Regions from separate parts of the Mus musculus genome. Here regions 1, 2, 3, 4 and 5 are each linked to region 6. The links are chromatin contacts, called in public HiCAR-type, HiChIP or PLAC-seq and promoter capture Hi-C maps. All regions are on one chromosome and are shown on one strand. Each heading gives the region's core, a stretch centred on a gene start, on an enhancer-like site or on the middle of the called end of the contact. The rest is flanking DNA. Distances are from core to core; before and after follow the strand shown. Region 1 overlaps Capsl (calcyphosine-like). Region 2 has its middle 66 kb from the start of Ugt3a1. Region 3 holds the start of Mtmr12 (myotubularin related protein 12). Region 4 holds the start of Golph3 (golgi phosphoprotein 3). Region 5 holds the start of Il7r (interleukin 7 receptor). Region 6 holds the start of Amacr (alpha-methylacyl-CoA racemase).

What was found. Promoter capture Hi-C pulls out the DNA fragments that hold promoters and counts their contacts. HiCAR-type assays count read pairs that join an accessible place to other places. HiChIP or PLAC-seq counts read pairs in DNA pulled down with a chosen protein or histone mark.
Region 1: a HiCAR-type map of embryonic stem cells shows a contact between it and region 6, with 15 times the contacts expected there. The contact joins the enhancer-like site here to the promoter of Amacr in region 6. A contact is called at or near these places in 3 of 39 promoter capture datasets (embryonic stem cells, hippocampal neurons and pre-B cells), 1 of 15 datasets of contacts at CTCF or cohesin (pro-B cells) and 4 of 115 datasets of contacts at active chromatin or transcription factors (astrocytes and embryonic stem cells).
Region 2: an H3K27ac HiChIP or PLAC-seq map of embryonic stem cells shows a contact between it and region 6, with 4 times the contacts expected there. The contact joins the enhancer-like site here to the promoter of Amacr in region 6. A contact is called at or near these places in 4 of 39 promoter capture datasets (the C10 cell line, the HPC-7 cell line, hippocampal neurons and 1 more) and 1 of 115 datasets of contacts at active chromatin or transcription factors (embryonic stem cells).
Region 3: a promoter capture Hi-C map of liver shows a contact between it and region 6, with 5 times the contacts expected there. The contact joins the promoter of Mtmr12 here to the promoter of Amacr in region 6. A contact is called at or near these places in 7 of 39 promoter capture datasets (the 3T3-L1 cell line, the C10 cell line, hippocampal neurons and 2 more), 2 of 484 Hi-C or Micro-C datasets (pre-B cells and regulatory T cells) and 1 of 115 datasets of contacts at active chromatin or transcription factors (astrocytes).
Region 4: a HiCAR-type map of astrocytes shows a contact between it and region 6, with 4 times the contacts expected there. The contact joins the promoter of Golph3 here to the promoter of Amacr in region 6. A contact is called at or near these places in 3 of 39 promoter capture datasets (hippocampal neurons, liver and pre-B cells) and 1 of 115 datasets of contacts at active chromatin or transcription factors (astrocytes).
Region 5: a promoter capture Hi-C map of pre-B cells shows a contact between it and region 6, with 2.0 times the contacts expected there. The contact joins the promoter of Il7r here to the promoter of Amacr in region 6. A contact is called at or near these places in 3 of 39 promoter capture datasets (the C10 cell line, hippocampal neurons and pre-B cells).

The regions. Positions count from the first base shown.
Region 1 is chr15:9,451,511-9,455,837 of GRCm38.p6, reverse strand. The region is part of intron 1 of Capsl (calcyphosine-like); the gene reads right to left. Among named protein-coding and RNA genes, the nearest start is that of Capsl, 18 kb to the right of the region's middle. Within about 2 kb of position 2,772, at least 16 of the 459 cell types and tissues checked have an H3K27ac peak or open chromatin away from gene starts, as enhancers often do. A contact at or near this core is called in embryonic stem cells and pre-B cells, where this site is marked.
Region 2 is chr15:9,211,541-9,216,071 of GRCm38.p6, reverse strand. No RefSeq gene overlaps it. Among named protein-coding and RNA genes, the nearest start is that of Ugt3a1, 66 kb to the left of the region's middle. Within about 2 kb of position 2,806, at least 7 of the 459 cell types and tissues checked have an H3K27ac peak or open chromatin away from gene starts, as enhancers often do. A contact at or near this core is called in embryonic stem cells, where this site is marked.
Region 3 is chr15:12,203,236-12,207,787 of GRCm38.p6, reverse strand. It overlaps Mtmr12 (myotubularin related protein 12), which reads right to left and starts at 2,760. Exons shown (of 16, transcript NM_172958.4): 1 at 2,509-2,760. The coding sequence starts at 2,589.
Region 4 is chr15:12,318,687-12,323,272 of GRCm38.p6, reverse strand. It overlaps Golph3 (golgi phosphoprotein 3), which reads right to left and starts at 1,777. Exons shown (of 4, transcript NM_025673.2): 1 at 1,317-1,777. The coding sequence starts at 1,541. It overlaps Gm52210 (a long non-coding RNA gene), which reads left to right and starts at 2,695. Exons shown (of 2, transcript XR_003951630.1): 1 at 2,695-3,372; 2 at 3,540-4,586.
Region 5 is chr15:9,528,504-9,532,904 of GRCm38.p6, reverse strand. Il7r (interleukin 7 receptor) reads left to right here and starts at 3,029. Exons shown (of 8, transcript NM_008372.4): 1 at 3,029-3,244. The coding sequence starts at 3,163.
Region 6 is chr15:10,978,853-10,983,204 of GRCm38.p6, reverse strand. It overlaps Amacr (alpha-methylacyl-CoA racemase), which reads right to left and starts at 1,449. Exons shown (of 5, transcript NM_008537.4): 1 at 1,152-1,449. The coding sequence starts at 1,395. Gm34315 (a long non-coding RNA gene) reads left to right here and starts at 1,572. Exons shown (of 3, transcript XR_383838.4): 1 at 1,572-1,653. It overlaps C1qtnf3 (C1q and tumor necrosis factor related protein 3), which reads right to left. Exons shown (of 6, transcript NM_030888.4): 6 at 3,043-4,352.

The DNA.
Region 1 (4,327 bases), core at 1,523-4,022, 1.5 Mb after region 6:
CTCAACTCATCGACAAACAACCAATATTTACTACGTTATGTCCTCTTTTCAATGTACCATCTCAGGCCAGGAGGAAAGAGGGGTACCTGAAAGAACCACGCTCTTAATTTGAATTCTGAGGCCTAATATTAAAGCAGAACAGGACAAAAAAAGTTTTCAGGACCTGGGGTTTGAAAGAAAGGCAGGATAGAGTCCTATTTCTGATAAAGAAATACACACTCAAGAGATCTGAGGTTTCAATGGCACATGCAGCCTCTGGATACAATATCATGATGTCACTGACATCACACCCCACACTAAAGTGTTTCTGAATCCAAAAGACCCTTTGAGCACAACATATGTCAGGTTGGACTTGGCCTACAAAGGAGTCCTTTCTGACGCATGTGACCACAGCACCACCATGTGTTGGCTCAGCATATGTACAGTTCTCTCATCAGAGGCACAGTTCTGTCCATGTCTTCTATGGATGTCTGAGAGATTCATTACCTCTAACCAGTTTGCTAGGTGTGGGGCAACGGAGGACACAGATGGCCTGGAATCCCCCTCTAGTTCCATGACCGAGCTATCCAAGGACGCAGATATCACAGCCCAGCACACGGACTTTCTGAGGTGTCACAATGCCTACATTTTACTCATAATAGAAGGTAAAAGTTATCAAGGCTAGAGCTATGAGACTCTGACAAGGCAGAGCACCATATATTTTAGACGATTGCTGTACCACATGCTTTGGACAAAGCAGAAGAGTAAATAACATAAGTGGACCAATCTTTATTTTCATTCCCTTTGTATGTGTCCATGGACATGTATGTCACATGTGTAAGGGTACACAAGGAGGACAGGAGAGAGCTGGACGCTCTGAATCTGGTTGTGGGTAGGTTTGAGCTGCCTGACATGAGTGTTGAGATCTGACCTAGGGTCTTCTGGAAGGGCAGCAAGTGGTCTGAACTGCTGAACCAAACCATGGAAGGCTGGTGGAGACTGAAAGGAAGTGTTGGAAGGAGAGATGGGGAAAGTATAAAACCAGCCAGGTAACTGACTTCCAATTCAAAGGAGCTTAGGATGAGACTAAGGGATGAAGGTGGACTACAGTGCTTACAAAAAGGAAAGAACAGTGATGTAGAGAACCCTGTGGGTGAATTGAAGAGAAGGTACAGAAGATAAGGTGTGCGACCAAGTGGAGCCTGGTGCATCCAATATGACAGCTGGACCCTTTGGACAGTGATGAATTCATTTAAAATGGCAAGTGACTGAACTGGGAGTTTGAGGGGAAGGGAAGACTAGGGTTACAAAGCTGTTGATTGCCTCTACCTCTCCCTACCCTCGCCCAGCTACACACACAATGGCAAGTGAAGGGGATATCCACAGAGCAGCAGAAGGCAGTGACTGGGAGATCTGGAACAGAGGCTGAGTGGAGTAGCCAGCCACAAAGGAGACTGGTGCACTGGGGCCAAGCTGGCTTGCTCACTCCATCGCTCTTTTGTACAGTTGGCTGCTGCCCCTGACAGAGTTCTCAGCCAGGATTTCCAGCGTTCTTGTCGGATGAGATGTGGAAAGTTGCAATTGCAGGGATCTGCTTCTGAGAGCATGTCTTTTTCTTGTTTTCTTTTCTTTCTTTCTTTTTTTTTTTTTTTTACAATAAAGATAAATTTATTTTGACTATCACGTGAAAAGAGAAAAGAATGATATGTGTCATAAGGAATTTTTTAAACATACAGAAAGATAGATGGACAAATGAATAGATGAATGGATAATAGATAGATAGATAGATAGATAGATAGATAGATAGATAGATAGATAGATAGATAGATAAAAGAGACAGAGACAAATGTGTCTTCCTTTTATCTTTACTATTTTCCTGCTCAAGAAAGCAAACATGTGTCCTTTCCTATAACCTCAGATTTTTTTCTTTTATTTAAAGTTCATGATTCTTATTAGTCTTCCTTCTCCAAACTTCACACACAAGTTTATCAAGTCTATTCTGCATTAATCTTCCTTCCTTCCTTCCTTCCTTCCTTCCTTCCTTCCTTCCTTTCTTCCTTCCTTTCTTCCTTTCTTCTTAAAGGTTCTGTTTAGGCTTACCTGTAGGGAATAAAGATTCAATAAGGCCCCACCTGCACTTCTCCACTCCATTGGGTTGTCTTAGTACTACCTGGTGGCTGCAAACTGAATTATCCCTCCCTCTTCCCTCCTCCCTCCCTCCTTCTTCCCTCCCTCCTCTCTCCTTCCTCCCTCCCTCCTTCCTTCCTTCTCCCTCCCTCTGTGGGTCCCCATGGCCTTGGGTGAAGACAGAATGACATGGCTCCTGCCCCTGGGACACGGCCAATATACTTGGGCCTCCACAAGTGTCTGTGACTGCCAAGAGCATAAGGCTTGTTTGTATATGTTGTACATATTTTCAGGGTCCTCCAAGGAATGTCCTCCCAGTTAATGTTAATGACTTCATGGCACTTAGAGATAGCAGGGGTCCTGAAGATGAAGGTGTGTCTAATGTCTCAGCAAAATGGTAAAAGCTCGGACCTCCAGGACAGCCCTTAATATATATAGTATTTGAAACATATATAATTTTTCAATTATGCAAAAATGTTAGGATGCAATATAAATTGTATAAGGAACAGATGCAGCAACACTATGAACTGGCTTGGCAGAAAGATACAAAGTCAGGCAGATACAAATGCAGGCCAATTCTTGAGTTCAAGGTCAGCCTGGGACAGAGGGAACTTAGGCACAGGTGTGGTAGAAATGGTAATTTCAGGACAAGGTCCCACCCAGCAAAGTTTACAAAGGCAGGGAGCTCTCTGAATTCTTTTACAATGTTTTAAAATAAAAATGTGCTCGCTGTCTCCAACAGAGCCTGGGGTCAGAGGGTGCTGATTCATAGGATAATCAAAGGTGAACCTGGAGTAAATGCCTGGATTGATATGTAAAATAAAAGGCTGGCTTCTGTTCTGCAAGAGATGAGCTATTGGCAGAGAAAATTTTTAGATTAGCAAGAAAGAACTGCTTGGAGAACTGTCTCAAGCAGAACCTAGAGGGCTGTCGAGAGATCTCCAGAGAAAGTAGAACAGAGAGAACAAGCTGGAAAGCTTTCTCCAGCAGAGCACAGGCCACCAGCTTAGACCCACAAATTGTTTCGCAGTTCCCAGACACCAATTCCTCAGAATCCTTCTCCAAGCCAAGGCTGGTCCTTGGCATCTCTTCCTCCTTCTCTCCCTCTCTACATAGCAAAGAACCTGTAAACACAATAGTAGACACAGTCACTGAAGTGCAATCTCTAGTATATTTTCCCACATGTCACAAAACACCAAATTCTTCCACGTCCAGTTTATTACTAATTCCAAAAAAAAAAAAGGTGTCTTTTTGGGTGCTCAAAAATGAAAACGTGCCCTTGGTTTCCCTAACTAGAGGTCAAGGAAACTGAAGAAGTGTTGGTCTGCTCAAATAAAATTGAGAAAAAGGAGTCAATCTGTGAAGATGCAGAGGGTAGAGGGTAGACTTATAACAGAAGACCCAGCAAAGGACATGCAGGGGCAGGGCTAGGGAATATACATCAAGGAGGGAAATGTCTACTCTCCTGACTGGTGGGGATGTGTACCACAGTGATGGGCTCAGTCATTTAGTTTCTGCCATGTTCCTTTGTCCCTAGTGCCTGAGACACAGGGAATGTGTACTACCAGAAAACCACTGGGTGGCAGTCTCATGAGCCCAGCCCTGTAAGTGCCATTTTGGGCATTTCTGTAGTTGTTAAGCATCCATGCCATCACATTAGACTATTTCAAAAACAAATGACCTAGTATTGCTGTAATAGTTCTGCAGCTTTAAAACATTGCCCCGTAAGAGTAGAATAGAGTAGGAAAGCAATCTACAAAGCAGGTGGCTACTGGTTAAGACAGAAGGGCTTTTAAGCGATTCTGGGGAGGTCGGGGAGAAGCAAGCTGGCTTTCTCTCCAGATCCTCTCCTAGCTCTGTTCACTCATACTTCACCCTGAGGAATGTGACCACGACTTTTGTTGCCTTTATATCCATTTCCAGTACAGGTTTGTTTTGCTTTTTTTTTGTTTGTTTTAACATTTTATTGATTTTTCATGAGTTTTTCATTAATGTGACCCACACATTAATGCAGACCCCTGCTGATGCTGATACATCCCAATTCCACTCACCTCCCCAACCCTTTGTATCTGCCCTCTGCCCTTACAATCACCCCACAAGAAGAAAATAATGACATCTCCTATGTAGTATGCCACAGTGTGTCCCACAGTATACTATTGTGTCCATACTTCTTTACTTGCAAATGTTCATTGCAATGACTTATTGGTCTTTTAAGCCCCAG
Region 2 (4,531 bases), core at 1,557-4,056, 1.8 Mb after region 6:
TTGTTTTTTCCTTTGCATTGTAAAGGGTTTGCTTCTAGTGAACTGGTGATCACTGGAAAACTTTGCCTCTAGGTATGGCTAATATAGCTTTACATTATGTAAGAAAAAAATTTTATTGTCTCTGCTTCAATACAAGAAGCTAAGAGTTTGAATCTTTCAGTGTATATTGTTTCCTAAGTGGAAAGTATTTTATTAGCTAATGCGTCTAAAGGGAAGTTTACTTCAAATGTTTGCTTTCACACAATGAGCTTTAAATTTCTGGGGAGTAGTTGTTGCTCCATAAGATTCAGAGGCAATATCTTTTTTTAATATTTAGGGTTTTAGTTACACTAGAAAATTGTGGTACAAAAAAAAATCTAAGAAAGAGAAATTGATTTGCTTCAAAATTTTTATTTTCAAAAGCTTCCAAGAGATGTTAATCAGCTAAGACCTCACCTTAAACTCACCACAGGGGCACTTAAGCCTTTGTTAGGTGCTATCAAGTGAGATTCAAATTAATTGGTGAGAAACAAAAAGGCTTTACAAAGAGCAGAAGAAACTTCTGTGATCAATTGTTATCAATTATGATCAATGGAAATCAAATATTAGCTGCTTATTCTAGTTATTGTTATGAGCCCACAGCAATTCTTTGACAGAGAAAACAATCCATTGCTACTCTTATTTCTGATTAATAAATAAATAAAATGTGCACATGTGACTACTGATAAATTTTCAGGCTTTCTAGTTACAACTGTTCTACAAGAGAAAATAACTGAAATGTAATTAGTTACTGCCTATGTTAATTTTTTTAATAGACTTGGTGGGTGTTCCAAAACAGATTAAAACAGATATTGAAACTGGCTATAACAGTCAAGTATTTGAGATGTTTTGTCAACAATTTAATGTTACTCATGTTACTGAGATATTTTATAATTCTCATAGACAAGGTATTGTAGAACTTTAAAAACTATACCTTCTTAAAAAACAAAGGGGAGAAATTATATCCCCATGCAATTATTTAAATTACATTTTTATTTTTAAAAACTAGACATAATCATGTCTAGGTGAGATATAGGATCCACTTATTGGCACATGGCATGAGCCTGTTCAGATATTTAATATGGGGGAAAGGGGGCAATGTTTCTGTTTTTTCCACAGAATGCTGCAGGAGCATGCTAGCTTCCAATGTGACAGACTGACCTGTGATTTCTTGAGTGCCCTGACAGAGGTGACAGGAAAGCTGTATTGAGCACACAGAAGAGGAGGAAATCGGAGAGCAGCCACTTGCAAGCAAGATGAAGAAACTTCCTATCTCTGCCATGGGCTACAGCAAGGAGAGCTGACCTGGTGTCAACCTGGAGACAAGTAAAAATGATGATTCCTGAGGCAGAGGGACTGCTACAGAGTACTGGACAAGATTCCATCAGAGACACTGTTTTTGGCCATTCAAGCCAACTCCCCTATAGCTGTAAAAGCTTGTTTACTTTACCCGTATGCCATATTATTAGGAAGTTTTGATAGATCACCAATCTTGGCAAGTCTTTTCACATTCATTGTAATTCTTGTCAATTAACTAATTGTATAGATCTTAATTTAGATAAGGAATCTGCTGTTAGGATTTTGCTAAAGAGACCTGCTTATGTTTTGCTGCCTGTAGAGTTAGGAAATGATCCTTGGTTTGAGAATTCAGGATTGCAAACTTTTAAAAGATTAAACGAACTTATTAGACCTAAGAGATTTGTTGCAGCTCTGATTTTACGAATTACTGCCTTAATTGCAATTTTAACTTCTTTTGCATTATCTACCACAGTCTTAGTTCAGTGACTGCATACTGCTCATTTTGTTAATGATATACATAAGAATATTTCCATAGCCTTGTCAGAGCTGCATATTATAGATAAAAAATTGGAGGCAAAGGATAACGCTCTAGAAGAAGTAGTGCTGGCAATAGGGCAAGATGTTGCAAATATTAAGATTAGGTTAGCTACTAAATGTCATGCTTCATTCCAATATATTTGTGTCACCCCATTACCTTATAATACAACCATTGATTGGGAAAAGACTAAAGCTCATTTGCAGGGAGTATGGAGAGATACTGATATTTCTCATGACTTGGAACAGTTAAAGGCAGAAATTTCAGATATTAGCAAAAGTCATTTGGACACTTGGAACATTGATGAATTGGCCAGAGATTTAAAAAATAACCTAAGTGCATTGAATCCCCTGGATTGGGTTCAATAAATAATCCTACTTGTTATTATTATTGGCATTATTTTATTAGCAATCATTGTGTTTCCACTCATCTTTAGAGCACTCCTGAGGTCTGTAGCAACGATGAGGCAGGACATTTTGGAACTTCGGCTGAGAAATAAGAAAGGGGGAGAATGCTATGCATACTCCAGTGAAGTTTGCTCCGAGAGGCCTGGGAGCACTCACGAGGCAGAGTTTCATGGAAACTCACCTCCTGGAACTTTAGCGTTCTCATAACCCGTATACTCACACCCTATTCCCACATTAGTCTGGTGTATGGATCCACGTGCTCTCTTTTAGTATTATCTTATTATAAGTGCCTTTTAAGGTTGAATTCTGACATAGCTAAACAGTGTTCCAACATCCTAGAAAATCCTTGAAGCTGACAAACTGGGAATTCAGTAGGAATTCAGTGAGAAGGCTACTTATTCAGTAACATTCAAATTTACTTCTAGTAGAGACAGTGAAACTAATTAGACATTACAAAGAACAGATGCTGGAATAGCTCAGGGCTGGTCTGCAGAGTGTTTACTTGAGACAATAGCCAGTCTTACCCAGACAAGGGAATTTCACAATGGCCTAGCGAACAGGTGGGTTCACTATAAAAGAGTTAGGGAATCCCCCTGAGACAGGCTTCTTCACGTGGCCCAAGGAAACAGCATAAATCAGGCATTTACTAAGAACCCCTGGTGGTGGGCTTAACAATAGACTAGCATTACACCTGGCTCCCTTCTTAACAGCAGCACCTGGTCCCCACCTTCTTTTGATGTATACATTCCTTTTGTATTGTGTCACTGTAACTCGGTGGATGTATCTCATCTGGTTTATTGTTATTCTTCTGTATAAAAAGTATGATGCTCGACCTGAAAAATTACATTCAGATTCTACACAATCTCCTGTGTTGATCTGTCGGTCATTCGACAACTCCTTGCCCATCTGCAACTAGAGACCCATCCTACACAGACAAGGGACCCAAGAGGGTCTGTGGCATGTGGCCTTTGTTGTCTCCTTGTCATCAACCTACCTCAGTCTCAGGATCCCTTCTCTCTCTCTCTCTCTCTCTCTCTCTCTCTCTCTCTCTCTCTCTGTCTCTCTCTCTGTCTCTCTCTCTTCCTCTCTCTCTCTTATTATTACCATAGCACCATTGCTTTTCTTTTCTTTATTCACTTCACATTCAGATCATTGTGTCCCTTCCCATTTACCCTCTCCCACAATACCTCCCTCCATTGTCCCTTCCCTTCTCCTCTGAATAGGTACACCCCCCCACGCCCCAGGTATCCTCCTACCCTGGCACTTCAAGTCTCTACAGGGCTAAGTGCATCTTCTCCCACTGAGGCTAGACAAGGCAGCCCAGCTAGAAGAATATATACCACAGACAGGCAACAGCTTTAAGGATAGCTCCTGCTCCATGTTGGGACCCACATGAAGACTAAGCTTCACATCTGGTACATATATGCAGGGAGCCTAGGTTCAGCTTGTGTATGCTCCTTGGTTGGTGGTTCCATCTCTGAGAGCCCCAAGAGTCCGGGTTAGTTGACTCTGTTGGTCTTCCTGTGGCATTCCTATTCCCTTCAGTCCCTCAATGCTTTCCTCAACTCTTCCATAAGAATTCCCAAGCTCCATGCACTGTTTGGCTGTGGGTGTCTGTATCTCTCAGAGTCAGCAGCTAGCACTGGTCTAACTGGTTGTTGGCATGAAGAAAAATGAAAAGAGATTCATATCTATCACCCTGCAGAAAACTCAGTCCAAGTGGATCAAAGACCTCAAGGTAAAACTGAATACAGTAAATCTAATAGAACAGAAAGTGGTAATTAGCCTTGAATTCTTTGATGCAAGAGATAATTCCCTCAACAGAATTCCAATGGCTCAGGTTCTAAGATCAACAATTGATAAATTGGACATCATGAAACTGAAAAGCTTCTGTAAGGCAAAGGACACTGTCAATAGAACAAAACAGCAGCCTATATATGGGGAAATGATCTTCACAAACCCTACATTAGACAGAGGAATTTTATATATATATATATATTGGAACAGTCAAGAAGCACTTAAAAGAAATGTTCAAAGTCCTTAGTCATCAGGGATATGCAAATCAAAAACAACTATGAGATTCCATCTTACACCAGTTGGAATGGGTATGATCAAAAATTCAAATAATAGCTCATGCTGGTGAGATGTGGAACAAAGAGAACACCCCTCCATTGCTGGTGGGAGTTCAAACATTTACAAACACTTTGGAAATCAATTTGGCTGTTTCTTGGAAAACTGGAAACAGTTCTACCTCAAGACTCAGCTATACCAT
Region 3 (4,552 bases), core at 1,511-4,010, 1.2 Mb before region 6:
CCTCACTGACTTAGACAAATCAATGACAAACCAGTTCCGGTTACTCTGGCACAGACCCCAAAGCCAGAGTTAACCATTACCCTTCATGTTAGGCTGTCATTTGCAGTCCTTTTGGATCACAAGAGGGAAAAATATGATCATGTTTAACAACTTCAGTGCTGACTCTTGACAGACCGTGCTCTGCCTTAGTGAAGGCTTCTGCCTCTGGAGTTCCCACTTCTGATCAGCAGGACCAGGCGTAACTGCATTAAAAGGTGAAAGGGTTCTGGCCACCGACGTCATCCGCCAACAAGAAAGCATCTCAGAAACTGCAAACTCACCAGCTAGGAAAAGTGGTACAAAGAAAGGCGGGCTGGCCTGGGGCTCAGTGGTAGAATACTTGTTTATCATGGTGGAGGCCTGTGTTCTCTCTCCAGAACTGCATGCAGGGAAAAGGGGTGTCAGGTGACAATGGGTCTCTACAGAGTGGTATGGTTCAGAGTGGGATAGCTAAACACCCAAAATAAAACACACACACACCACACCACCCGCAGGACACACAAGGCAGGCAGATAGTACAATCAAAGATGAAGAAGAGTAAAAATAGTGGATGCCAGTCTTCATAAAAGTGCTCTGAGGCTCTCCCAAGGTGACCCAGAAAGGTATCAGACTCAGGGCTCTGGGTCACACGCAAGCAACATCTCAGTGCTGCTTGTCCATTTCCGGAAATGTGATGGCTAGTGAAGCCATCTACTTAAAAATAAGCTGTTTTCTCACCTCCTCCCACCATTGTCTTTTAATAAACCATGCACAGTTGAATAGAGAATCTTAGCCAGTACCAACTACAACAAAGACGCACAGCATCCTCACAGCACGGTCTTAGACACAAAAACACAAAGCTGCCCTCTAAGAAGACCCCAAAGCCATGAGTCCAGTGAGCTGAGCTACCACTTTCCCTACTGCCTCTCAAGGGAGACAGAGCAGCGCTGATGGCAAAAACTGCACAGTCAGATGAAGGACTGGCGCACTCTTGAACTCTGGCCAGACTTCAGAAGACTCTTCACTTGCAGTTTACTCTCACTAAATGAGAAAGGTTAAAGGTTAAAGGTCAAAGGCAGTTAGCGTTCAACTAGGGTGCTATCAAAGAAAGACAAAGAGAACCTGACCACATTACCTCTATGGACTACAGGGTGAAATGTAAGGTGACCCTGTCTCTCCATATCAAGTTCTGACAGAGGAAGTGGTTTTTATTTGAAAATTACGACTGAAAATAGGTTCCATTTTAGTACTCTCCACTAGATGCCTTGATTTCAAGACACACATGCAAATGCTGCAGGCCCCAGGTCTCTGATATCTCATTTCAGGCCCACCTGTTTTCCACCTTAGCAAGTGAGAAGTGGGAAGACATTTGGAGGCAGTAAATTTGGTAGAGCATCTACCTGCACACAGACAGATTGCAGAAGCTAGGCATGGTCGTACTACCTTGAGTTCTAGCATTCGGGAGGCAGAGGCAAGCAGAGCTCTGTGACTTCGAGGCCAGACTGCTCTACATAGTGAGTTCCAGCACAGCCAGGCTACATAATCGAGAGACAAACAAACAAAATTGCAAAAGCAGGGAAAAAAAAAACCGCACACAACTTTCACAAATCGAAAATGAGAAGGAGTCTACTAAAAGGTAAGGAACGACTGCTCCAGAAGTCTTCAACATGCTCTAGTTCTGATCTCTTCAATGTCCTCCTCATTCACGGAACTCCAGAACTGGCAGCCTTCCCTGGGGCCGTCCAGGACTCCTTACCTAGACCTAACGTCCTCTAACGTCCTGACTGAAATACCACCTTTGCAAGAATGAAAGGATTCCTTGTCCCCACCATCTTCTAAGTACTATACAATTAATAATCGCATATCGTTGACTGTTTGTTTCTTTTTACATAAGCTCCCAAGGAGCTCGATCTTTGTTCTGTTCACTGATACTTAGCACAAGCTTTCCAGGATCGTACCTGGCACACAGTAGGAGCGCAGAAAGTATTTCCCGAGTGAATGCACTTCTCGACTAGAATTGCAGTTTGGAAGGGGGGAGATGAAATGGGAAGAAGCGGGAGGAGGATGCTCTGGGCAGACACCGAAAGAGGCCAAGGCCGACCCACATACAGCAGCGCGGACGCAAAGCAGTGCACCACCCGCGACAGAGACGAACTCTCAGGACTCGCGGAGAAAAGTCCCGGGCAGAGCACACACACCGGGCTGCGGGCTGCCGGGGGAACCCCGTCGGGTTCCCGACCACGCAAGCTTTCTCTTCCCTTCCCGGATACCTGGGGCGCCGGAGCCGCCGGACCTCCCGGGCTCCGGCTCCCGCCCACAGGCGCGGTGGCGAGCGACAGGGCCCTGCCCCAGCACCTGCCCGGCCTGCCGCAGGGGTCCGGGCCGCGGCCAGCCCGGGAGGCCCCAGAGCGCCCCGCCCGGCACCCCGGCAGGAAGCGCCCCTGCCCCGGCCGCTCCACCCGCCGCCGCGCTCGCCCGGCGCACTCTCACCTCAGGGCGTACGTACGACACGAAGGAGGGCTTGGGCGCCTTGGTGCCGCCGCCACCGCCGACTCCCCCTTTCCCCAGCATCCCGCCGCCTTGCGAAGCAACGAAGCCGAAGCGCGGCGACAGCAGAGGCGGCGGCTCCGGCTCAGGTTCCGGCAGCGGCGGCGGCCACCAGCACCAGCGGCCGGGGCTCCGCCCATCCCTAGGGCCGCGGCGGCGGCAGCAGTACCGCCCGCATCCGGCTCCGCCGCTGACACCGTTCGCTCCGCCCAGGCCACGCGCCCCGCCTAGCGACCGTGGGACACGCCCACCGCCGCTCGCTCTGCTCCGGCTGAGGTCCCGCCCACAGCATGGGACTGGCCACGCCCACCCCTTGTTGGCCGAGGTATTTGCTCTAGCCAATGCGGAGAGCGTTCTCTCCGGGCTTCCCCACGATTGGCTAGCGAGAATGTCGCCATTTGCCCAATGGTCCTGCCGTCGCTAAGTTGTTGCGGGCAAGTCGTTCTACCCATTTTGCTTCTTTTACTGGCCAGCAGCTTTGAAATTCAGCTTGCTGAACAGAATGCCTCCGCAGAAGCTTCAAAACCACACCGACGACGTTCAGACTTTAGACGAATGAAGAGAGACAGAGCGGATAGGAACTGACTAAAGTGACGTAAAATGTTGTGTTCAACTTCAAACTTCTTTTGTTTGTCGCTTGGTTTCTAACTGGTAAGATATCAAAAGCCCTTAAGACTTATCTGCTCTCCCAAGTTATCGACAAACCTCTCATATTAAGCCAAGATAGCAAATAAAACACACACACACACACACACACACACACACACACTATTCATTTCTATTCATTTGAATTCCACCTTTGGGGCACTTGCCTCGCGTGAGCAAGACCAAATTGAATTCTCCCTGTGGAGCATTGTGTTAGAAGAATAAGATACGATGCAGCTCACCCGAAGTTGTTCCATCTACTGTGAAAAGCCAATAAACATTTGCAGTTAATTTTTCAAGTGTCAGGCACCTTGCTATGCCTTAGTCTGACCAACTGCACCACCCCCTTGTATTTCTTTTAAAATTCCCAACTAAGTACTACAAGTGACACGGAAGGGTGGTTAGTGCACACCTGCTATTCCAGCACCTGGAAGGCCAGACAGAAAGATAGTGAATTTGTGGCCAGCTCGGACTACTTAGGAAGTCCCCAGGCAACCTAGATCACAAATAAGACCTTCCTCTCAAAACCTAGCAATTAACTGTGCTTTTCCACGTTGGTTCCCAGGAAGGAGAGGTGACCTCTCTGATTCCGATATGCCAGACAGATTCTGTTGCTTTTGTTTCCAGGATCTGACCCAACCCATAAACAGAAATGCTGGCTTTTGATAGAAATTCACCAAGCAAATGTCCCTTTCTGCCGGCCGTCAAGCTAACGTTAAGTGTTACTAGATCACCCTGATCTTTAACATCTGCTGAAGGTCAAGCCCTGTTGTAATACGACTCTGAAAACTTGACACTGTCTCTGGGTCTGTACACTTCCCAGGAATGGGAGCCAACAAAAGAAACGTTTTAAATACCAAAAAACCAGCTGGTTTGCCACCCTCTTCTGATTGTGTCCGTCCCCCTCCCCCATGTGATACTGTGAGGAAGAAGTGGACTTGGAGATTATTGAGCCTTGAAGGAATGCCCTTATGAGATCAGAGGGTTCTGGCTAACCCTCCCCCATTGAGAGAACTCAGCAAGAATGTGTCACCATTCTGGGCTGGAGAGTTGGCTCAGTGGTTAAGAGCATTGATGGCTCTTCCAGAGGTCCTGAGTTCAAGTCCCGGCAACTACATGGTGACTCACAACCATCTGTAATGGGATCAGATGCTCTCTTCTGGTGTATCTGAAGACAGCTAGTGTAGTCACATAAATAAATCTTAAAATAAAAAAAAAATGTGTCATCGTTGAATGGCCCACTCTTCCCAACGTGGAATCTACTGATTCTGGAATTCCCTAGACTCTGGAACAGTGAGAAGCAATTTTGTATTGTGTATAAACGATCAACTGTAAGGTACTC
Region 4 (4,586 bases), core at 528-3,027, 1.3 Mb before region 6:
GCTTTTCACTCCACAACTAAAAATGAAACACACACCACCGCATTCCTCATAATAACTGTAATTAAACAGGTACTGTGCCCCTTTCACAGCCTGAGGGCCATTAAGTGTCTTCAAGCTGAATGGTATTAAGGCATCAAGAAGCACTTCCCTGGGTAGTATCTAATATCCGGGAACCACAAACAGTCCCTGGAAAAACTCAGCTCTCTACCGCTGCTAAGTCTGAGGAACTAAAAAACTGTTTTATAGGATGAACTGAGTTTTGTTCTGGTTTGTTTCTTGTCCTCCTTCCTGAATTCTGAAAACGTATTTAAAAACAAGATCCAATACCTTTCTGTCTGACTCTCAAAATGTGTTGTCTAGAGTTTCCACACTGAAACGAAACAAACTTCCGGGCCACCTCATCATACATGATTTATGAAACATCCAATCCTGCAAGTCTGCCCTTAAAAATAATCATCTTTAGAGATGGATGGGTATTAATAAAATCAATCAAACATTAACTACAGAATCCAGACATTTAAAAGACGGACACTTGCACTTTTTCAACTTATATGTGTGAAATTCCTAAATATCTGGGGTGACCTTTCCAAACGTCAGAACACAACTTAAGCCTACCTAAATCTTTGCAGTCTTTCATCAAAGCGCAAACTTGGTATTCCTCCCAGCTCTTCACAAGCCCTCCCTTAAAATGGCAAAACGGAAAGGACGACAGCAGATCTAACCGCAAAACTAACTCATCGCTCGCTCAAACCAAGTTCATCCAAAAAGTAACTTCCTAGGTTTTATATCAACTTAGTATTGACTTTTTAAAACAATACCCAGTAAAAACAACTTTGCTAATTTCTTAACCGCGCGCCGCAACTCAAGTTTTACATAAGAAAGAGGGCCGACAGCAAGTAGATCCGCGAACCTCTCCCGGGTCTTAAAACCTGCAAAAACTCAATACTTGGGAGCCGCGGTAGCCCCGAGTCTTTAGATCTCAACAGTCTTGGGTTGGAGTTGCCATTATTTGCGGCAGACGGCGAAGAAGAAGAAACGCAAAGATCGCCAAGACTTCGGAACTAAGAGTGCTTGTGAGCAGAGGACGGGAAAACCCAAGCGAGCACTTGGTACCGGGAGGATCGGGAGCACTCGGAGCGCAGCCGGAGAGGGCTGACTCCCACACTCCTTGGGACGAGAGGGCGCTCAGGGGCGCGGGGCTCCGGAAGCAGGGACAGGTGAGGCCTCGGCCAGCGCCCACCCGGGCCCCACCTGGAGCCACCCGGGTCCCGCTGCCACCCCGGCTGCCACCCCGGCCGGGGCCGCGGCGCCCGCACCTCTCGGTCCTTGAGGCCCAGCAGGAGCACCTCCTCCATCAGGGTCAGCCGCGTTTCCTTGGAGTCGCCCTTGTCGTCGTCGTCCTGCTCGTCGCGGCGGCTCTGCGCCTCGTCCTCGCCGCTGCCGCCGCCGCCTCCCGCCGCCCGCTCCTTGTCGGCAGCGTTCCGGGAGGCCTCGGTGCGCCGCTGCACCAGGCCCGAGCTCCGCTGGGTCAGCGAGGTCATGGCTCCCGCACAAGAGCCGCGCCGGACCGACAGGGACGCGGGACCGGCCGGCTCTCCCTCACGGCCCCGGCCCCGGGAGCTTCCGTGTTAATTCTTGGAGCTGGGGCGATGTCCGTGGGCTGCGGGGCCGAAGGCGGTCATGAGGAGCCGGAGCTGGGCGAAGCCGGCGGGCCGGGCGTCGATGGGGTACACAAGGGAGCCTTCAGCCCGCGGCTGTGGCCCCCCACACAGCCCAGGAGCCCGAGCGGAGGCGGCGGCGGCGGTGGCGCTTCCCAATATGGCGGCGCGCGCTGACGTCACCGGAGGATGTGGCAGCGCCGGCGCGGGGCGGGGCCGGGGTGCCGGAAGCGGCGCGAGCGGGGGGCGTGGCTAGCCGCCTCCCACTTCGGCGGACACTTGAGCTTCTGGACTCGCTAGTGGCCCTGAGTCTGGAGACGAAAGGTTTGCGATCGGTGACCTGCCCGGCTTTCATCCGCCTCTCAGTTCACTCTAAAGGTCCGGCCTGGCGCCAGCGACCAGTGAGATCTCTCCTGGATCCCAGAAGCCGAGGCCAGGCTAGGGCGGACCCCACTGAGACCTCAGCATCCCTGGGGATCAGCCACTATAGCCCGGGTCCTCACTACCTACGGGGAGGACTTGGCTCTTCGCCTGTGAAACTCCCGAGTTTCAAAAGGAGTCATCTACACTCGGGCGTTTAAAGCTGTTCATGTACTGTGCTCTGGCGTAGAGAGGTTAAACAAATTGACGAATTGTGTTTGTAAAACTTTCCTACCTCCGACTGCGGCTGTAAAGTGGTCAGGGCGCACTGTACTGTTAGGACAGCCGACCTTAGGATTCTTTTATAGCGACAGTAAACCTCTTGAGTTTCATGCCACGTCTTTGTAGCCCTAAATCTATTTTCGATGTAATTACTAGGTTCAATCCCTTTGGCAGTTTGTGCAAATCAAGTTAAAGGAAAAACTGCCAAACCTGAGAAGGGTTTGGAGAAGTAGAAGGGCGGGTCTTATGAGAAAACATTATCCAAAAACGGTATCGTAGGTCTGTCCAGTATTATTTAAAATAAACAGTAACCATACGCAGTGAGTAAGCCAGGTTTAGACAGAATATTCCCCGCGCCCAAATACGTTGTCTCAACTCCTACGGGGACAGTAAGTCCCAGTAGGTCCTCCCACCCACAGCCCCAAGCTACCTTCCCTTTTTCCTGAAAAAAAAAAAAAAAAAAAAATGTGTCCTCAGCCAGTTTCTCCCATTCACGTCACCTTTTTGTTCCTTCACCTTTCTGGTCATTCTTTGCCAACTGACTTTAAATGTCCTTTGTAAATTAAATGGTTATTTAACTCAGAAGGTTAAATCCAAAAAGCACAAAGCTGTGCGTACAGGCTCTGCCTGTTCGGCTAGTTGCTCCTGTCCCTGCGGAGATTTTTTTTTTTTTTTAAATGGGGTAAGATGTGAAGCTTCGTTGGGGAGGTAGTCAGTGGGCACAGTACTTGAGGACAAATTAGAAACTGGCATCTGGGAGGCAGAGGCAGATTCCTGGAGGCTTCCTTGCCAGTGAGCCTCGCCACATGGGCAAGCAAATGGGTAAGTGCCTAGGTCCCAATAAGAAGCCTTGCCTCAGAAACAGTGTGAGGGCCCAGCGAATGGCTCAGTGGGTCAACAGCTTGCTGAGCTAGCGTGAGGACCAAAGTTCAAATCCCAGCACTCATGAGCACCAAGTACATTCCTGTAATAGCAGCCTTAGGAAGCTAAGAAAGACAGATCCTGGAAGCCTGTGAAACAGTTAAAGAGGATGCCTGAGGTCAACGTCTGGCCTCTACAAGTTCATGAACAGGTAAGAACAGCAGACATAAAACACACACTAGATAGATAGATAGATAGATAGATAGATAGATAGATAGATAGATAGATAGATAGATGAGATAGGAGCAGTACCTAAGGAATGATCACAATTTGTTATTTGCTTTGGTTTTGAGGGCTTTTTGTTTGTTTGTTTTTTAGTTTTGGAAACAGGGTTTATCCTGCCTCTGCCACAAGCTGGGACTAAAGGCGAGCACCAGCAGCACCCAGCTGCAGTTGTTTTAAATGTGAATCCTCATCACCTTCACCTTGAATGTGGCTTAAACTTCCAGCGGTAGACATCTTGATTCCCACCCCCACCCCCCACTCCACCCCCATCCATATCTGGTTCTATCTATTCACTTGCCGGTACGTGATTTTTCCAATTCAAATTTTATAATAATTTTGCTTCTTTTTATTTTCCTGTTTTCCTGTTATTTCTCCATTAATTTTTCCATGTAGATAATACACCTCTCTTTCTCTCCCCCGCCCCCCACCCTTTTCTCTGCCCTCGTGCCATCTGTCTGCATGTCTACATACCCACTTGCCTGCCTCTTCTGCTTTCCCAGGCTCTCACTCCACTCTCTTCCCTGAATATCTTTCACACCAGGTCTGTGTGGTGGAATTTCTCAGGGGCACCCTTTTACATGGGTCTGCCAAAGGCACCCTCCTCACCAATTAGATTTCCTAACATACCCAGTAAGAGAAAAGAAAGGAAAAGGAGAGGAAAGGAAAAAGAAAAGCAGGAAGGAAAAGGAGGAGCAAGGAGAGGAAGATTTAAGAAACAAATATTCCTAGGGGTAGCTGGTCCCACCCCTCGCTGGCTGCAGCATTGGGGAGGACAGACAGGAGCTCACGGGGGTAACGTGGTAGAGCTGGCCCTGGTGGTGTGGGCACAGGAGAGCTGGCCCCAATGGCATGAACTCAGGAGAGCCAAGCCTGACCCTTGACTGCTACTGTAGGCAGGAGAGCTGTCCCTACCTTTCATCTGGGCAAAGCAGGGAAGCTGGCTATGGTGGTACAATACAGGTTGCAGGAAAGAGGGTGGGCTGACCAACTCGGCTGCCATCCAGGCTGATCCAGGGCTTTGAGCTGACCAACTCCAACATCTACCCCATTGATGAACTGCTGGAGCTCGGGAGCTTCGGAAGGGGCTGGCTGTCCAGACCCAAAGCCGCAGGATCTCCATGACACGGGGCCAGAAGAGGA
Region 5 (4,401 bases), core at 1,780-4,279, 1.5 Mb after region 6:
AATACATCTCCTTTCTTTTCTTATTAGATCATCTCATTAAGACATGTTGAGGGAAGTTAAGTCAAGTTGTAGTCAAACTCTAAAACTCTCAGGTACTAATGCTATTCAACCTCTGGGTGGCATTGATCATCTACTCTAACTTAGTCATTTTATAGACTCAAGTAACTGATTCTTCCAGAAATCTAGCTATAACAGAAGTTCATAAAATCCTATCCACTCAGATGTTTTGAACTCCTTCTATTATAATCATTCTTACTGCTTCTTTACAAACAGTGTGATTATGAATCAAAATTTAAAAAAAAACTGTACTCTATGGTCTGGATCCAGATTTCTTGATTCCTTCAAAGAACTGAAAAGGGGCCACTCATCTATCTAGTTATGACAGGACCCTGATAATGAACTTAAAGAAAATAATCCAACTTTATCAAAATCTCAGCCATTCTTAACAAAAAGCACCAATTCATCTTGAGGCCATGTTAAAAACAAAGTGGATTGGCATACAAGTTTAGCCACAGTCTGAATAATGACTGCCTCCAACACCTATCCTACATGCCTTGGAGCCAATAAAGTTTATGTGAAGCCTTTGTTAAAGAAAAATTGATAACCAGTATGATGAAACTCTCTTTTAAATATTCTGAGATTGTACTTATGTAGCTGTTTAGAGATCAGAAGTTTTCTAAAGTCAGATGGTGTAAGTTTTACTATTTATATATCATCTCTTTGCCCACTCATCTCTACTATATGTATGAGAACAGCTGCAGATAGTACACAACAAATGGGTAACATTGGACTCCAACAACGAATTACTTATGAAAGAAGGTAAAGGATCAAATTCCATTCCTGAGTCATAATTTGCCAACACTTGCATTTAATAATTTCTCCGTGCCTGTACTTAATAGTTAAGTACAGGTGTATACTAGAGATATATAGAACTCAAAGGAGAAAAATGGCTACATTTGTACACTGAAAGATTGAGTGTAAAAAATATTTTTAAATGATCTTTTAATAGCTTATGAAAGATGAAATCTTTATTTTGTACATTTCTTTGTTTTTAGAAACTGTATATATGTATTGAGGATATTGAAACCATAACCACCCTCCTGTCTTCCCTACCTACCGCATTCCAACACCTACTCTCCTTCTCAGTTTCATGTCCTCTAGTTCTTTAATTATCCAGACTCCATATCCCCATTGCTAGGAGTCGTAGCTAGGGTCACCCTCATAGACTCCTGGGAGTTTTCATTGCCCTTGTTTCTAGCTAGTCCCAGAGATGCCCATCTCCTGTAACCAGAAAAGACTTCCAATGGAGGAACTGGGACACCAACCCACTCACAAAATCTTTAGCTCATAGTTTGTCCTACCTACAAGATGTGCGGGCATAAAAGATGAAACAGAATTAGAGAGAAGGGCAAACCAATGACTGGCCCAGCTTGACACCTATGCCATGAGAGGGAGCCCACTCCGACACTCTTAATAATATTCTCCTATACATGCAGACAGGAGCCTAGCATAGCTATCATCTGAGAGGTTTCACCTAGCATTGATGGAAACAAATGCAGTGACCCACAGCCAAACGTTAAGTGGAACTTGGGGAATCCTATGGAAGAGAGTGAGGATGGATTGAAGATGCCCAGAGGGGTCATGGTCACATTGAGAAATACTACGGAATCAACTAACCTGGGCACATAGGTTTTCATATAGACTAAACTTTCAACCAGAAATCATGCACAAGACAAGCCTAGACCCTCTGCACATATGTAACAGTTGTGCAGCTGGGTCTTCATGTGGGACTCCTAAAACCGAAGCCAGGGCTGTCTCTGACTACATTGCCTGCCTTTGGAAGCCTTTCTGCTAACTGGGCTGCCTTTTCTAGTCTCGAGAGAAGAAGATGTGCCTAGTCTTACTGCAGCTTGATATGTCAAGGCTGGTTGATATCCAAGGGAGGCCTCCCCTTTTCTGTGGAGAAATGGAAGAATGTTAGAGAAGGTTGGAGGGAAGGGAGAAAGAGGGATTGGGAGCAAAGGATGGGGGGGGGGGCGCTGCAGTCAGAATTTAGGATAAATAAATAACTTAATCAATTCTTAAAATGATTTAAGAAAAGGATCCACAGAACCTACTTAGTTCAGCTCTTGTGCTCATGAGTGTATAACTGCCCACTAGAGCTTGAGCAACCTACCATGGGACACACTTTTAAAGAAAACTAACTCTTAATCGCCTGGTATTTGTCAACCTGCCAGGAGGGCCTCAGCTAGGGATGTGGCCTCTTGAACACCTGCTCTGTCCATATTGGAATGTGGATTGGTGTGATCTCATGCCAGTCTTGTGTCACAACCATAGCTTCTGTGAAATTATGAACACAAAGATCCTATTATTTTTATAATAGATAATTTCACTGTATTTCTCTTTGGCTCCTGCCTCTTCTGATCTTTCCTTCTCTCCTCCATGGTGTTCCCTGAGTTCTTGAGGGGAGTGTTTCATGGCTGGTACTATAAATCTGACCACGAACCCGTGCCAGGGAGGTCTTAGAGCATAGGGGAAAACACAGGACTATTGTTTGTTTAAAAGACAGAGTATCAAACTGTCTTCTAGACATTTGTCCTTATACCCATAGAATAGTGCAGCCTTGCCTCTCATTAGAGAAGCTCTTTTCTCACTTCTCTCTCAGAGAGCAGAGAACTGGGCGTGACCATTGAGGGTTCAGCCCTAAGTGGGACAACTCTATCCTAGCATCATTATTCCTAAAACAAGAGCATCCCCAACCAACTGAGGAGCATCGTAAGTGTGGATTTTGGCCTTGTGATCCTGTTACATTGGACCCTGAGATCATCTGAAGCATCACTTGAAGTCTACCACCTTGCTCAAAAGTAAGCAGTTAAGTTCAGGAGCTTCAGGGAATACCAAGATGCAGGAAAAAAAAAAGTCACACTCTACCTCTCCGTTTTCTCTACCTCTGCTTACAGCAGCAATCCTTTTGCTCAGACTTCCTGTTTCTGGCACTTGCCTTCTTCTGTGATGTTCATAGTTCCCTGTCTGTGGTTTAGCAGGCACAGAGCTGGTTTGGGTCTCCCTCTCTCTCATTCACTTGCACATACAAGCGTGCTTCTTCTCTATTCTTTCTCTCTCTCTCTCTCTCTCTCTCTCTCTCTCTCTCTCTCTCTCAGAATGATGGCTCTGGGTAGAGCTTTCGCTATAGTTTTCTGCTTAATTCAAGCTGTTTCTGGAGAAAGTGGAAATGCCCAGGATGGTGAGTCATTTCTAACTCCTTTTTTAAAGGATTTCAGATTACCTGTAGCATATATGATCAAGTTACACAGTTCTCTAACAGGGCAAGCAAGAATTTAGCACTAATTAGGTTGTTTTGTGGGTATTAATCACCAGGACAGAGGGAATGATGACAATACTGCAAATGGCTTGTAACTCTCAAGAACTGTCAAGAAGCATTGAGTTTCATTCAAATTCTGGCTCATAAATGTGGATGTATGCTGGTAATTTCAAAAAAGAAACCTCATATCAGTTCTTTGTTGGAGCTTTTTGGATGATCGCTTCCAAAACTGTATTAGACTGAAAAATCAAGCCATTGTTGTTTTGACTGTTTATGGAGTTCTAAAACCCTAGATACCCATGATAAATTAATGGCCAGAAACGAGAGGTTTGTGTATTCACCAAAACTGTATTTCTAGTGTCTAGAGTTTAGAAGTTACTCTATAATGTATTTCTTCAACATACTTTAGCTTTGGCAGATTCATGTTAGATTGCTGATGAATAATTCAGTAGTATGCTAAGGAAGGTGTCTTCTTTGAAATACACAGGGTTGCTTTTATATTCAGAGAATCCATTATATGGTCATCATAATTCTCCTCAGAATCCATAAAATACTTAGACCTTGACTTCTTAAAAATAGGCATTTTAATTACAGGACTGTACTCAAACGTCTCTGGCAGACACAGCAGCTACATGGAATGTGAATCTCCAATTTGTTTCTACAAATTAATTAAACTGTTTTCATACACACACACACACACACACACACACACACCATTAAAAGGGGAATGTGTGTGTGTGTGTCTTTGTGTATGTGCGTGTGTGTGTGTGTGTGTGTGTGTGTGTGTGTGCATCCTGCCTCTGGTTCCTGAGTGCTAGGATTAAAGGCAGACACCACCATGGCTGGCCTATATGTGCATTCCTAAACTGGGTGCAGTAGTACATCCCTGTAGTCCTGAAGCCTAAGAGGCTGAGACAGAAAAATCATCTTTGTTCCAGACCAGTTAAAGCTACATTGCATAAGCTTGTATCAAATACATCTGTATTTTCTTTATGCACAGTATCAATACACATCAGCCTAGCTCTGTAGTTTAGCTCTTCAGTCAAATGCCTTTAGTTGTGCATCCTAAGCTTAGATAT
Region 6 (4,352 bases), core at 200-2,699:
TCCAGCCCCCAACCCTGAACTTTCCATCCCAGACCTGGGCTGCTCTTCCCCAAGAGGCTCTTCTCTATACAATCCAGACATTTTAAGCTCCCCATTCCTCCTCTTCCTCTTCCTCCCCCCCCCCCTATGACCTTTCTTTCTCTCTCCTTCCCTATCCTTCCTTTCCCCATGGACACTTCCCTGGTCCTTAGGGCCAGTGAACTGCTAGAGAGGAGCTTCCCAATAAACCTGCCTTTAATATAATCTAATCTGGCTTGAACTGGCTCGTTTCACACGCAGAAAAATAACCCTAACCTATCAGTTTTGTTTTTAAAGAGAGCACGAATCAAAGATGGGAATAATTCCTTTTACGGGGCAAACCAAAAACACACTCTTGCAAGTGATACTAACAGTGTTTGTTGTGATTTTGGTGAAAGTTGTCAGAATTAAGAGTCAACTGAAGAAACTAATCACACTGACCCACCCTCATCTTCAATTGGAGCATTTTTACATTGTGACATAATCTTAAATGTTACAGTACTGTCCTCAGATATGCTTGTGAGAACTAAAAGAGTTAAATATAAATATGCCTAGACACCCACTCCCGTCCCACTTATTGTCAAATTTACTGTCGTCCTGGTATCTACCAGGCAATATTAGTAAGGGGCTGGTTGGAATGGATTCTCTGAGCTAATACAGAAGGAATGCCTTCAGATTTGGTTCAGGGTTTGTGACAGTTGCAAATACCAATGTACAGTCGGATGGAGGTGCATGCCACCAAGCATGCAAGTGCTCAAAACTGATACTGTTAACAAATTGGTCGTTTGTCTACAGAGCACTAAAACAATGTTTTCATATGGCCCAAAGTAAATGAGGTGATCTTGAAGCTGGAACTTGGAAATACCAGCAATTAGAGAAAGGTTAACCATGGTCTGTGAATGGCTTTAGAGCATGGGTATATCACATATCAAAGGGTCAATGACTCTATTCCTATGTGAAGCTTTTCAGTCTATCTCTTGCACTAGATTCTCGTACGGTTCAATACCTCCAAATAATAAAGGCAAATCTGGGGGGGGGGGAATCAAGCAAATTAAAAGTCTTAAGAAGGAGTCAGAGAAGCTGGGAGAAATCGGGCAGGAGGGAATGTCATCTCGCAGCACCGCAGGGCTCACCGCAGCGGAAGGGCTCCAGCAACACGTCCGCGCGTGCGCACATGCGCCGCAACACCGTGACTCCCTGAGAGCGCTTCAGGTCCAGCGCTAGCGAGCGCTTGCCTCGGGCCAGAAAATTCTCGCCCGTGGAGCCCAGCCGGTTCACGCGCACCACCTCGGCGCCGAAGTCCGCCAGGACCATTCCGCAGAACGGCCCCGGGGCCAGGCCTGCCAGCTCCACAACCCTGACGCCACGCAGCACCATGGCCAGCCTTAGGGTGAGAGCGGAGCGGCTCGGCGCCCGAGCCACAGTTTATCTGCCCCGCCCCCTGCACCCCGCCTCGCCCCGCCCCGTCCGGGAAGGCTGCGCGCTTGCGCACTTCCTGCCCACCCTAGCATTGGATCAGTTGGTTTAGCTGCTCAACTTTGGTTTAGGTCATGAGTTGTGTCCTTGACCCCATGTTGTGCGAGTCCTCTTCGGACACTTTCATCGAGCCACCTGAATCGCTACCCTCACCCCCCAGTAAGTGATTAAAGGCACTCAACTCCTTAGATCAATGTAAGAAGGCAACCACTGGGTGTCTCCCTCGCCGCCCTGAAAACTAGTTGTCATCCTGCAACTGTTTGAAACCTCTCCTAGATGCCCATAGGGCCAGGGGTGTAGACCAGTTGCTAAATCCGTGCGCGGAGTCCAGCACCGCTTAAAACGCCGGTGTTGTGCACGCGGATAATCCCAGCATTTAGAAGAGTCTGGGATATCAGAATTATTCATCTCAGGTTAAATGGGAGAGTTTTAGAAGTCAGTTTGGTTTGTCAGCTGTCAGTTTTACGGACAGTTACAATTTTGAGTTAGAAACTTTTTTCAGCCTTTAAAATGCAACAAAATAATCACAAATATTCCATCCTCATTTACAGGTCCTTTTTCCCTTAGTAATGGGGGGAGCTTGCAGGTAGCCAGATGCAGCTCTAGGAAACTGAATAGAGCCAGACTTGAATGCTAGAAATCTCCCATACCCATTCTTAACAAGTGAGGAAGATAATAAAAGCAAAGGCGAAATGCTACATAGTTGTAGCCAAAACACTTTTAACCAGCTACTGAGTTTTAAGATATTTCAGGGAAAGGGGTCTGTGCTCTCTCAGAATGAGCAGCCTCGTGGTAAAGGCAGACAACTTCCACATGGTCCCTAATGCTCTCTGCTTGTCTGATGCTGTCTCAAGTGCCTACCCTTGCTCCAGCCTTGTTCTGTCCTATTATTTCCTTTGCATTTTGATAAACTGGAATGGAAAAATCTCATGGAAAGGTATGGCTGACTTCCACATGGAGACATTAACATTTTATCAGGGTTGCTGCCTTTCTATTTTTCTGAAAAAAAAAAAACAAACAAAAACAAAAAAACAGTGGTACAGATGTGGCTTGAATGACTTAAGCTTACATACAGGATCATGTACACATGAATCACAAGTCTTAGCCAGCATAATGTTTTACAAATCCTCCCAGAGTAGTGAGTTATCCAGAAGCCCCCCGCAAAGCAGACTGTGTGATAGGAGATCTCAACACTGCAGATCTTTTCTCTGGCCAAAATTCTCTTCTAAAAGCTAATCAGGGGAACAATCATATGAATTATGCATAGGCAATTGTGTCCAGATATTTTTAAAATGAGGGATATTCATGGTGCATTATTTGTAATAAAGCCTGGAATTTTTGGCATGTGGCACACAACTGTTATCCCAGCCCTTGGAGGGTGGAAGAAGAGCCATCAGGAATCCCAGGTCATCCTTGGCTATACAGCAATTTCAAAGCTAGCCTGGGCTACATGAGACCCTGTTCCAAATCAATAGCAACAACAACAATGACAACAACAATAACAAAATATATAGACGCAAACAAAAAACCTCCTAAAGCAAAAAGATTAAATAAGTAAGAAGCTTTAAATTTTTAAATTTTATTTTGTAATTGGTACGAGTTTTTTGCCTGCATGTGTGTCTGTGCAGTGTAGGCATGCCTGGTGCCTGCAGAGGCCAGAAGAGGGTGTTGTATCTGAGGGCAAGATGGCTGTAAGGTGACACGTGAACGCTGGGCAGCAAAAGTCAGTCCTCTGGGAAACAGCCAGTGTTCTTAACCGCAGAACCGCTTCTCCAGCCCCCAAATTATGTTACTATCTGTGTCAACTTATAGCAGGTAGCATAATGGTGTTTTGGTGGCAAATTTAATCCTTTTTCTTTATAGATTCTGGGATGGGGAAAGCTAGGCAAAAACCATCTAGCACCTTCTATAACACTGTGGCATATTAAAGTTGATTTGTGAACATTAGTCAAGTATGATAATAGAGAAAATAATATCATTTTTATTGAAAACATTTAAGACATGTTGTTATGGATCTCATAAATGGAATACACTTTACTTTGCATCCATTTGTCTGCCTGTATTTAATTAAGTTTACAGACCATTCAATATAACACGGTGTATATAAAAATTTGGGTATAATTCCCAAATTAAAAAAAATGTGATAACTTCTGTACTATATCAGCCTCATCTTACCTCAGCTTGTTGTACAGAGTCAAGAGAGCTCTACCACAGCCCCAGGAATGCAATGGCAAAGAGAAGATGTGGCAAGCCAGATGGGAGAAAAGTTTATATCTGCAAGTCTAAGCCAGTAGAACTCAATATTATCTACATGGGGTTGTTTGTTTGTTTTAAAAGAGGAGCCAATTATTTGTGAGCATTGTAAATAATTGCCCTATCTGAAGGTTACCTGAAATGACTAAATGTATTTTATTAATGAGTATAAGAATAAAACCCACTAAACCAAATGCTATTTCCCAGTTTAGACTTCAGAAGTGTTTTTCCTATGTAGAGTCTAGTAAGTGGGCTTATTTTTGCCCCATCATAATCAGGCTAGTCTCTGAAATATTATGAACAATGAGCTGAAAACTTGGTTGACTCGAAAGCCAATATTACATTTAAACAGAGCACCAAAACTCTATGCAAATGCATCCTTTGAGGTGAGTGCTTTTTTTCCAGCCTGTATCAGGTGGCAATCCCTTTAGACATGTAGAGAAGAGTGATGAAAATGCTGAGTATTTCCCAAGGTCATCTGGAAAGATTACCTTGTGGTCTATTCTTAGCCCCTGAAGCATCCAACATTATTGGTATGCCATTAGAATGAGTAGCAGTGAGCCCCTGAAGCATCCAACATTATTGGTATGCCATTAGAATGAGTA